Linked DNA regions of Mus musculus: region 1 is linked to region 2. Evidence: chromatin contacts called from public Micro-C data. All regions are on one chromosome and are shown on one strand. Each heading gives the region's core, a stretch centred on a gene start, on an enhancer-like site or on the middle of the called end of the contact. The rest is flanking DNA. Distances are from core to core; before and after follow the strand shown.

Region 1 (5,315 bases), core at 2,643-5,142, 190 kb after region 2:
AACACATACAAAGAACTGTGGCTGAAAAATTAGAAGACAGGGTAAGAGCAAGAATGTTCTAAGTGAGTGGAGGATTTAGTTTATGTATACATGGTGAGGAGAAGTCAGGTGGCAGGCACATAGGACTCCGGAAGAAAGCAGAGATGCAAGTTTGCACTGGGCTGCAGGTGGCTGGGCCCTTTGTAGCCTTCTTGAGGCCCAGTGATAGAAAAGAATGCTGCCTCTTGGTCCAGGTAGCAGATTCAAAATGTCCAGGTCCTGTTTAGCCGTTTCCTCCAGCTGTGGGTGGAGTGTTTGATATACAGGGTTGGTTCGGCTTGGTTGTGTTGACAGTGACACAAGACCCAGTAGAGAATGATTGATCTCAAAAGCTGCAGGCCCTTTAGTCAAAGCTGTTTCATACAAACACTAAAGTAAACTTTGCCCTTTTACAACTCCAGACTTGCAGGAACTTTGGGACATGTAAGAGGCAGACAGACCAAATGCAGACATAGTTGGGAGGATCTAGCTGGCTGTTATTAATCCTGATATTAACAGAAATTTTTACATGTGTCATGCCACTCATTGCAGTAACCTCCACCCTACCCCAACGATATAATCTTCATTAAAATGTTGAGTTGGGACCAGGGAGACAGTGCAGTGGTTAAAGTGCTTGCCATGCAAGGGTAAAAGAGTGGGTAAGCATGGCAGTCCCCCCTCCCCCAATTCTAAACTCAAGGTAGAGACAGGGCATTCCCAGGGCATGCTGACTAGCTAGAGTAATCATAGAGTCGAACTCTGAGTTTGATTGAGAAAGCCTACCTCGATGAATAAGGAATAGTAATCAATAGAGGATAGTTTCCAACATCAACCTGGGACCTGCACATGAATGAGCACAGAGCCCATACATGGAAACACACACACACACACACACACACACACACACACACACACACGGGAGGAAGTTGGTCACCATGATATATTTGCTATTTTATTTATTTATTTTGTGTGTGTGCAAGTAAATTCATTGGGTATGTGCATGTACTTGTGGAGGCCAGAGGTTGAACTTGGGTAATGGTCCCCAGGAGTTATTTTAGATACTGTTTTATTGCTATAAAAAGACACTAGGCCAGGCGTGGTGGTGCATGCCTTTAATCCCAGCACTCGGGAGGCAGAGGCAGGCCGGTTTCTGAGTTCGAGGCCAGCCTGTTCTACAAAGTGAGTTCCAGGACAGCCAGGGCTACACAGAGAAACCCTGTCTCAAAAAGCAAGCAAGCAAACAAACAAACAAAGACACTATGACCAAGGGAACTTGTAAGATAAAGCAATTAATTAGGGGCTTGCCTACAGTTTCAGAGGGTTAGCCCATGATTACCATCATACGTGCGGCAGCAGGCACTATATATATGGCTTGAAAGCCACAGCTGAGAGCTTACATCTAATCCCAAGGCATCAGGCAAAGGGGATTGGGCTAGAGTGAGCTTTCAAAACCTCAAAGCCATCGACAAACCTCATCCAACAGACCACACCTCCCAATCCTACCCAACAATTTGGAAACAAGTATTCAAACATATGAGCCTATGGGGTCCAGACTCATTCAAACCACCAGAGGAGCTGTCCACTTTTCTTTTTATTATTTGAGATAGATCTTTCACTGGAACCTAGAACTTGACAATTAGATGAGAATAGCTGGCTAGTGAGCCCCAGGGATTGCCTCTCTCTGCCCTCCAGGTTGCTGGGATTACAGGGAAGCGCTGTCATGCCTGGGTTTATAAATGGGTGCTTGGGATTAAACTCAGGTTTTCATGTTTGCACAGTCAGCACTTTACTAATTGGACCCAGGTGTGTTTTTATTTTAATTGTTAATGTTTCTCATTTTGGAGTCATAGTTTGTTAAATACAGATCAACATACTGAGGCCCTCAGTCACTTGTAAGAGTGTAGCTGGGTCCTGGAATCAGAAGTTGGAGAAGTCATGGTGTGAGAAGAGCTCCAGTGAGCAGAGCCAGCTATCTCCAGGGGGTGCCACTGAGGCACCCCATGTCAGGAAGTGTTGTGAATGCAATGAGGCAGGAGAATGCTAAGGCCACACAGAGTGAAGACAAGGAATCTGGTGCTACCACTTCAGGGCCCGACCAGTACTTTATTGACAAGATGGCCCTACCACTCATTAAAACGGCATGTGCTCTTGATCCTGTCTCTATGCAGTTGTTTATACACCTCCCTTTTGCCAGGGAAAGCTTGGAATAGCCATGCTACATGAAATAGAGATTTTCAAATAAAAACACTAACTAGATCCGAGTTTTACAGATTTCCCCTGTGTTTATTTTTTAACCTTAGAGAGCACAAATGTCTTTAATATTGACCTTATACCTTATACATCCTGTAGCACCTGAGTTGATGTCCTCGATAAATTCCATGTGCTTCCAAAAGGATGCTGTCATTCTGAGAGCTGTCTGGGTGGTCCCCAACCCCTCAAGACTGAACACCAGGGTTTGTAAATAACTACCTCTTTTTAAATTGTCCTTTCCTTACAATCTTGAATTTAAATGTGAATATATGAATGTAAGAGCTCGCGATAACTATGCAGATTTATGGGCAATAACAATTTAGGTTCTATCCTGGAATTCAATCAGGCCTGCCTTCGTGTGACTGGGGATTCCTTGAAGCTTGGATAGAGTTAAGAGGGGGGAAAAGTGCAACCTGTAACCAAAACCATTTAGAAAGTAGAACAGCTGAAGATCTGGGACAGAAAGGTCCCTGGTAGAGCAAGAAAGGATTCTGACATTGGAAAGGAGGGAACAAGCATGGACACTTGTATCTGGAAGTTCCGGTTAAGGATTAGGGACGCTTGATTTCTACTTTCCATTGTTTGAAGATGGTCTTGTTTGTTTTTTTTAAAAAAAAAAAAAGCCAACATAATTCAGCTGGAGGAGACACAAAGATTTCTCCTATTCCTTGATTCAGCAAAAAATCGATGAGTTTAGCTGCTGTAATTGTCCCCCCTGCGTTCAGTACCTGAAATAAAATAGCCCTCTGAATGCATTTCTGCGGCTTCGGTGTCTGGCTAAACAAGTATTAATTAGATAATCTGCGGAGAGCTGGTGGGAGGATGAAAGAGGGGGAAGGCTGGATGGCAGCCTCATTTGGGACCCTGATAGTAATTCACTATCTTGGTGGACTGACTGAATCCCTGGGAGATTGAGCTCAGCTCCTAGCGGAATTGGATCTGCATTAAGGACAAGAGGAAAGCCAGGAAGACCAGGCCCAAATCTACCTCCTCAAGCTGTGGTTTTGGGTTCAGGGGAGGGTAAGCAGGAAGGAGCAATAACCCAGATCCCTTCTCAGAAATTCAAAATCTGCTCACCTGCTTCCCCTATCCCTGGGGCTCTCAGCGCCCCCAGCCTCCATTCATACTTCAAATCCTTTCTCAGAGAACCAGCTAACTCCTAAGGAGCTGGAAGGGGAGAACCACGCGTGGGAGAAGCTCCGAGAGGCAGCCAGACCCTGTTGGAGTGCGCTTGGCAAGCGGAGAGGTGCACTCTTTCACAGTTGCCTGCCCCGCGCTCTGAGCCTTAAGTCCTAAGGGCACTTCTGCCTCTGCAGGGACAGTGGACCCCCGGGGGTTCCTTGAGCGCAGGACCAGAAAGCCAGTTTGCGCTTTAGCTGCCCCTTTAAGGGTTCCCGAAACTTTCCAGCAGCTCTAAGCTGAGCCTCGTCATATCCGTTAGCCGTGGCCTCCCGGGCACGTTCCGGGGAAATTTTGCACTCCAGTTTCCCGGGGAAGAGGCGCGACCCGCGCCCATCCTTGACCTTGGCCACGGAGGAGGGGCAGGGCCTGCGGGGAGGCGGCCGCCAGAGGGGGCAGCGACTGAGAACTTGTTCAACTCTGCACCGCCTTCTCCAGCCTCCTCCCTGTCCGCCCCGCCCCGGCCGGCTAAGGACCGCAGAACCGCGCTCGCAGACTCGCCGAGCCCCCGCTGCGGGGATGGGCGCGCTGCTTCGAGCACTCTTGCTCCCGGTGCTGGCGCAGTGGCTCTTGAGTGCGGTCCCCGCGCTGGCCCCCGCGCCCTTCACGCTGCCCCTCCAAGTGGCCCGGGCCACGAACCACAGAGCCTCGGCTGTTCCCGGACTCGGGACCCCCGAGTTGCCCCGGGCCGATGGTCTGGCCCTCGCACTGGAGCCTGTCAGGGCTACTGCCAACTTCTTGGCTATGGTGGACAACCTTCAGGGGGACTCTGGCCGCGGCTACTACCTAGAGATGCTGATCGGGACCCCTCCGCAGAAGGTAGGGTTGGGGGCGGTAGTTTCTGTGAATTGACTCCACGCGATTTAATGCCGTCCCTAAGGCAGTAGCTTTCACTGGGAAGAAGGGTCAGGGAGATGCATGGGTTGGGTGAGGAGTGGAGGCGCGCGCTAGGGACGCACCAGGGAGCGCAGCCTCTGCCGGAGCACAGCTCAGGGGGTGTGAGCAAATGTTTCAGAACTTGGTGGCCCTCCCCCACCCCGTGGAGCTTGACAGCTGAAGGAACCTGTAACATGCTTCGGGCCCAGGAGCGACGCCTCCTTCCAGCAAGAGCGGTACCTACTGAGTGGGTGGTGGGTGGGGTCTTGGAAAAAGGTGCTGTTAGGTGCAGGGAAATCACTGGAGTTGATACCATCTCTATGCTGTCTCATTGCTAAAAAGACTCTTGGACAGCATCCAAGGCGCAGTACCCTTTAAAAGAGATTTCTCCATGAGCTCAGCTAAAAGACACCCGGTTCCAAAGTGTCTCTTTGCAGGGCAGAGCCAGCCGTCTTCCTTCCTCGGAGTTTGTTTGCTGGCTTCCTCATAGCTGTCCGGCTGCCCAGCCTCTGGGAGCCGTGCACCCGCCAAGGCATGCATCCTGCGGGGGTTGGAGAATGTGAATGCCATTAGCTGCTGGGGAACACCAAGCGCGTAGCGAGTCAAAGATAAAACAAACGCAGTCCAAACAGCTTTCTTCCCCGCCTTGTGCCGATGTTCATTTAACACTTCGAGTGACAGGGAACACCGGCTCCCAAGCACGGAATCTGGCAAGGGAAACAAAAGCCTCACAGAAGTGATCCGACCCTCTCCAATTCGAATTCAAGTTGTCTCATAAGTTGAACGCACCGTATGAAGACACTTTATTTTTAACATCGTCGTTGGGGGTTGTCATGCTGATGTGATTACCCATAAATAGAACATGCTCATGACTTTTGTATAATTCTAATTAAATTATTCAAGACTTTAAGAGGATGAGCCATGCTAATTTTTAAAAAGAGAAACTGCAGAGTAACTTCTGTGGTTGTTTAGACCTTCAAGAGTGTTTTACT
Region 2 (5,440 bases), core at 2,345-4,844:
GAGAGCACAATGCAGTGAAGCTCAAGATTTCATGGCCAAAGAAAAGTCAATGTCAAAGGTGTGTGTAGAGCAGCGCCAGGATGCAGCCATCACACAGACCATATAAACCTGCAACCTGTCCCCCATTCTGCCTGTTAGGAGGCCATCTCTGCTTTTGTCAGGAGTGTTACACTAGAAAGGACTCACTGGGGTTAAAAATCAAGAGACCCTGTACAGAGAACTGCTGCAGCTGGGTGTGCATGCCGAGTACACAGGCAGCCGCGTGTGTCTGCACACACGTGTGCCTCTGAAGCTGTCCTGGGAATATTCCCAGGGTGTCAGGGGTAGCATCAGCTACCTCACAGGCTCTCTGCACCTTCTCAGGTGAGGTCACTCACAAGCTTTTAACCCATGCAGGCACTGCTCTCTTGCTTCTGGTCTTTGCCCCAAATACCCTCTGCAGCCTGCCCAGCAAGGGTGCTTTAAGAAGCAAACATGCCCCTCATTACTTGCTTTCTACTGTTCAGATGAAGACAGACTGTCTGAAACACAGACTGGACATTTCTGCTTCTTACCCAAATATCCAATTGCATAATATTTTACAGATGAAAAAGAAAATATGGCTATAATGGGCATTTTAGTGTTTGAGGCCTAGCAACCAGTGTGGTTCTTACCACACATTTGGGTACTTTTTCCAAAATGAACATAGGCCAAAATATTGCAATTGCCGACCAAAAATTTAAAAAAGACTCCATTCATATTAGATAGGTAGTATTTAGTTTCATATTTTTGAAATATATTCTGGCCAAAGGCAGCATTTTAAATCAGGTTCATATGTGTGTGTGTGTATATGTATGTATGTATGTATATATATATATATACATATATATATATATATACTAATATTTTGCATAGTATGTCTTAAACACCATCCTTGGAAAATCCAAAAATCTGTGTACACACACACACACACACACACACACACACCAATGTAAAAGCCCAAACCTCTGGAGTCAGGCTTTTTTTCCATGCTTGCTCATATAGAGGAAGGGCCATTTTTACATAAGGCGGCTCCCTGGCCTTCAGCTGATGGGGTCAGAGCAACTTGCCTATGCATTTTACTGCAACAATAACTGATTCTCTCAACAGATGTTAAAAGTCTTGCAAATAATTCTTGCATGACTTTACCCAGGTGCACATGAGCAATCTTTGCATATATTTTCCATGTGGTAGATTTCACTCCATTTGAACACTGCACAAAATTCTTTATATAGTAATTTTTAGTTATGAAATGCTGATTTAAAAAATCATAGACATTTATAGCATCTCTGTATCAGAGACTATCATAATTTCTTCTGTACCATGCTCAGCATATATATCTCACACTGAAAAAAAAAAAAATAGATGCTGGTTGGCTGACAACCAGAACAGCCTGGCTTACCATCCTGAATTACCTATTTCTCCCCAGAGTGGAAATCTCCTTTCATTCAATAGCTCGGGGCCTTTGCCAGGAGTCCAGATATGTCATCCTGACAGGAAAGACAAGGTGTATTGGCTTTTGGAACACATCTGTGAACATCTGGGCCTTTTCTGTGGTTTCCCATTAAAGCAGCAAGCAGCAGGGGCTGCTCTCAAGACTTGATTGCTTCCTCAGAAGCACAAATGTCCCCCTAGGTGAATTCCCTGGAGGAGGCAGGCCAGGGTTAGTGCCCTCTGGAGAGAGGGGGTGTCTTGTCAGAACTTGTTGAAATTTTTCCCCCTGGGAGGAAATCTCAAGAGGGAAAACTCCTGTCACTTTGCTTTCGGTTATATTAAAGAGCAAAAGACCGGCTTTGTGTGAATTTGGGGGCACATTCTTCATTTGGCTCCATCTTTCCTTAGTCATTTGTTTTTAAAACCTGGGAAATATCATGTCCTTCCTTTGGCTGTGGGTTAGCTGTTCTCTAAGTCTGCAAAGAAAATACAGCCAGTGCTTACAGCTTCCCTGGGTATCTTCCAGAAAAATCTTAACAGCCTCCCCTTGGCTTCTCCCTCTCCTGTTTTCTTGTAAAGACCAGATATATTCATTCTTTCATATTCACATTCTCTCATGTTCACATTCTCTCTCGCTCACTTGCGTGCTCTCTCTCTCTCTCTCTCTCTCTCTCTCTCTCAATGGTTTAATTTTAACTGTCAGCAGGTTATACGTTTTATGCAGATGTTCCACATTTAAGATGGGTATTGAAGCCCTGGATGCTTCCAAGCGGTACCAAATGATAACAGTTCCCTCTCTTTGCCACAGGAGAGAAAGCCATTCATACATGTAAGTTCATATTTACACTGTGACAGGCAGCCTAAGGTGCAGACACACTTACTAATTGGGTCTGACTCCATCAAAAGCCATAGATTCTAAATATCAGGAAGAAAGCATCTCAAAAGGCTATACTGAGCTGCGCATGAGGGGGAAACACCATGTACAACATTCACCAATTTCACTTTTATAAGTATACAGGTGATTTTTAAAAAATTTGTCAACATTACAGATGATGTAATGCCTAGCAGTGCATATTTTTACATACACTACTGCGAGGAACATGTAGTGTCCAGGGGACGAGGGGGATGCAGACAGACGCATCTTTCCCACAGCCTTCAAGGATAAACTGTAGCAGAATTAAAGCGGAGGCTTTAAGGCTCAAGAGTGCAGAACCTGAGGGCTACTGTCTTAATTGACCCCTGCACCTGCCTACGCTCCTAACGCCATGTCCTTTTCTGGTTATGATATTCAAAGTGGCAATGATCATCTCCCTTCTCTTCTTCCCAAACCTGCCTGGCTCTGATGAGGTAGCTGTCTAGCTCTGGAGTTAGGCTTTGAGCTGGCACTTGGCTAGCTAGCTAGGTAGGCTGCTTCCAACGATTGCAGAGCGATGCCTCCCCGGCCTCCTATCAGTATCGCCTAACCTCTCCAAAGCAATGCAAATATATTTTTTAAATAAATAAATAAACGCATGCACGAACATTCCAACCCGGATAGGAAAGGAAAGGGAAAAGACTTCACCCATGCATTCAACCCCCTACACCGCACCCATCCCCCGGGCCCCTTCCCAGACAGGAATCAGCACAGACCGCAAGGCTCACCATTCGCGAAGCTCTGGAACAAGGAGAGAGCCAGTATCCACATGCCCCTGCTGCTGCCCGGCCTCCCGCGAGCCAGCGAGCCAGCGAGCGAGCCACGCGCCGGCCTCGCCCCCCGCGCTGCGCTGCGCTCCGCCGCGCCCGGCCCGGCTCCGCTTGCTGCCCGCCACCTGCCCGGGGGCCGCCCAGCCGCCCAGCCGCGCTCCCCGCTTGCTGCGCCCCCGCACACCTGCTCCCGGGCGCCGCGCCCCGCGCCGCGGACACAGCCCAGGTGCGCCGTGCGCTCGGCTCGGCTCAGCGGGCCGCGGGCAGCCAGGCGCGGGCGCACAGCCGCAGCCGCGGGCGCGAGCTCATGCCGGGCGCCCCCCGATGCGCAGCGCGGCCAGGCGGCGGCCTCCCGGGCGCCGGCCTCACCCTCCGCAGCCAGGCAGCAGGCGCGCGGCCAGGCTCATCCTGCTGCGGCGGCCTCGGGCGCCGGGTCCCCTGTGCTGCCCTTCCCTGCCTGAGCCCGGCGGGCCGCGCGCGGAGGCGAGCGGGGACCCCTCCCCTGCTCTGGCCGCTGGGGCGCTCTGCAGTCTTAAAGCAGCAGCAGAGGAGTGCGGCGGATCACGCAGTCGGCGGGACCCAGGGCTCAGAGGCTCAGAGGCTCAGAGACGCGTCCCCACACAGCCCATCGTGTGTAGCTCTGTTCTTGCAGGTTGTTAATGAGATGCGGCCGGGGGCTGACCACTCCGGAAGGGTGCCAGCTAGGCAGAGGTGACCGCGAGGCGTTAGCAGTTTTGATGCGATGTGCAGCAGGATTCGGAGTCCGTATTGACTCCCTGAAAAGTCTAGTCCATCTGCCTAGAGGGAAATGCTGCCTTGGAGTCCTCGCGGCTCCTGGGAAGAGCTCTCTGACTTCACTGGCTGATTTTTAATTATCTTTAATACATACTAGGGTGCAAACATGAGCGATTCTAATTTTGGTCTCTGAGTGGTGTATAAAAACTGATTAAAATAGCTGATAGTGCGTATTGAGTCCCAACATGCAACCCCTTTCTTGGCACAGCAGACCATGGCCTAAATGGGTCTCCAGAAAGATCTTGAAGTAATGATACTATTTCAACAAAGGCCCTTCAAAAAGCACATATCCGTATCTGGCACTTTACAAAATAATGACCCACAGAGTCAGAATGTGCCCTGATTTAAAGTCTAACATTGAATGCACACGGCCAGGACTATGGACTGGGAAAGCTTTGAGGGAAGGCAAGAGAGGACCATTTCATGGGAAATGGAGATAGTTTCGCAGACTATCAGGCATCTTCTGCCTGAACTACATGTGCACTTACAGATTAGGCACCCCTAAAACGGCTCACAGAATAGCCCAGAAAAGCAAATGTTGAGGCAGAAATAAAATGGTGCTTTACCAGGGCTGGGCACAAGATGGCCAGGCCCTGTGTTAGGAAGGGTCAGCTGAGCCCTGACGCCGCACTGGCTGCCATTGCTCTGCAGCTGTAGGTGGTCACGTGCTGCCGCCCACTCAGGCTGCGCCTCCAGCTCTGCCAGCTACACACGAACCCCAGTGTCCTCTGCCTTTGCATGCAAAGGGTGTTTCTTCACTCCCTGTTCCTCAAAGCTGTGCTCCCTGGCAGGCAGTGGGCCTGATTTCCCTCCCTGCATTCCTGTTCTTTTAGGGCACAATTCTTCAGGTACTCCAACCATCTTAAGGCTCAGCTGGGGCTTGGTAGCCAAGCACTCAAGACAAAGCTGAGGCAGACAGCTTGGAGTCAAACCACTACCTCCACTTACCAGTTCTAAGCATACGTGTGCGTCTCATGAGTGTTCCTGCCCTGGCATACAGAATGAAATCATCAGCACTTCTAACTATAATGGTTGCGGTGTTCTGCAGCCTAGGCCTAGTGCCTGGTTACCATGGCCAGTGGTGGCTAAGGTTCTATATAGCTAGGCTAGCTATATAAATTTGGGGATCTGGTATAAAGAAAAATAAAGGGCTCCTTTTGCAAAAAGAAGGAAATACACCATTTAAAATATCCTAGTAGAAAATGTGTCCTTTCCTTTGCAGCCTTTTCTGTCTCTTCCATGGTATCTGTCACTCTCTGTTTACTGTCTCACTCTGTTGGGAATAGTTAGGAAGGGCACAGCTGCACACAGATGCCAAGCTGTTACAAAGTAACCCATGGCCACACAAGTGGCCCACATCTGCTGCCTTGCTTCCCTGTCTTCCGCCTGGCTCCTGTACTAGGCATAGCCATGATGGGGAATGGGAAATGCTTTCCCATTCCTTAGGGATTACAGTTCCAAGGTATCAGGAGATACCCAAGTGATTACACATCTACACTGGAAAGCTGTC

The links. A called contact is a pair of places that touch in the nucleus more often than the background predicts.
Region 1: a Micro-C map of embryonic stem cells shows a contact between it and region 2, with 2.2 times the contacts expected there. The contact joins the promoter of Bace2 here to the promoter of Dscam in region 2. A contact is called at or near these places in 3 of 39 promoter capture datasets (embryonic stem cells, hippocampal neurons and stem cell-derived epiblast-like cells) and 1 of 484 Hi-C or Micro-C datasets (embryonic stem cells).

The regions. Positions count from the first base shown.
Region 1 is chr16:97,352,836-97,358,150 of GRCm38.p6, forward strand. It overlaps Bace2 (beta-site APP-cleaving enzyme 2), which reads left to right and starts at 3,893. Exons shown (of 9, transcript NM_019517.5): 1 at 3,893-4,266. The coding sequence starts at 3,967.
Region 2 is chr16:97,167,141-97,172,580 of GRCm38.p6, forward strand. It overlaps Dscam (DS cell adhesion molecule), which reads right to left and starts at 3,595. Exons shown (of 33, transcript NM_031174.4): 1 at 3,094-3,595. The coding sequence starts at 3,136.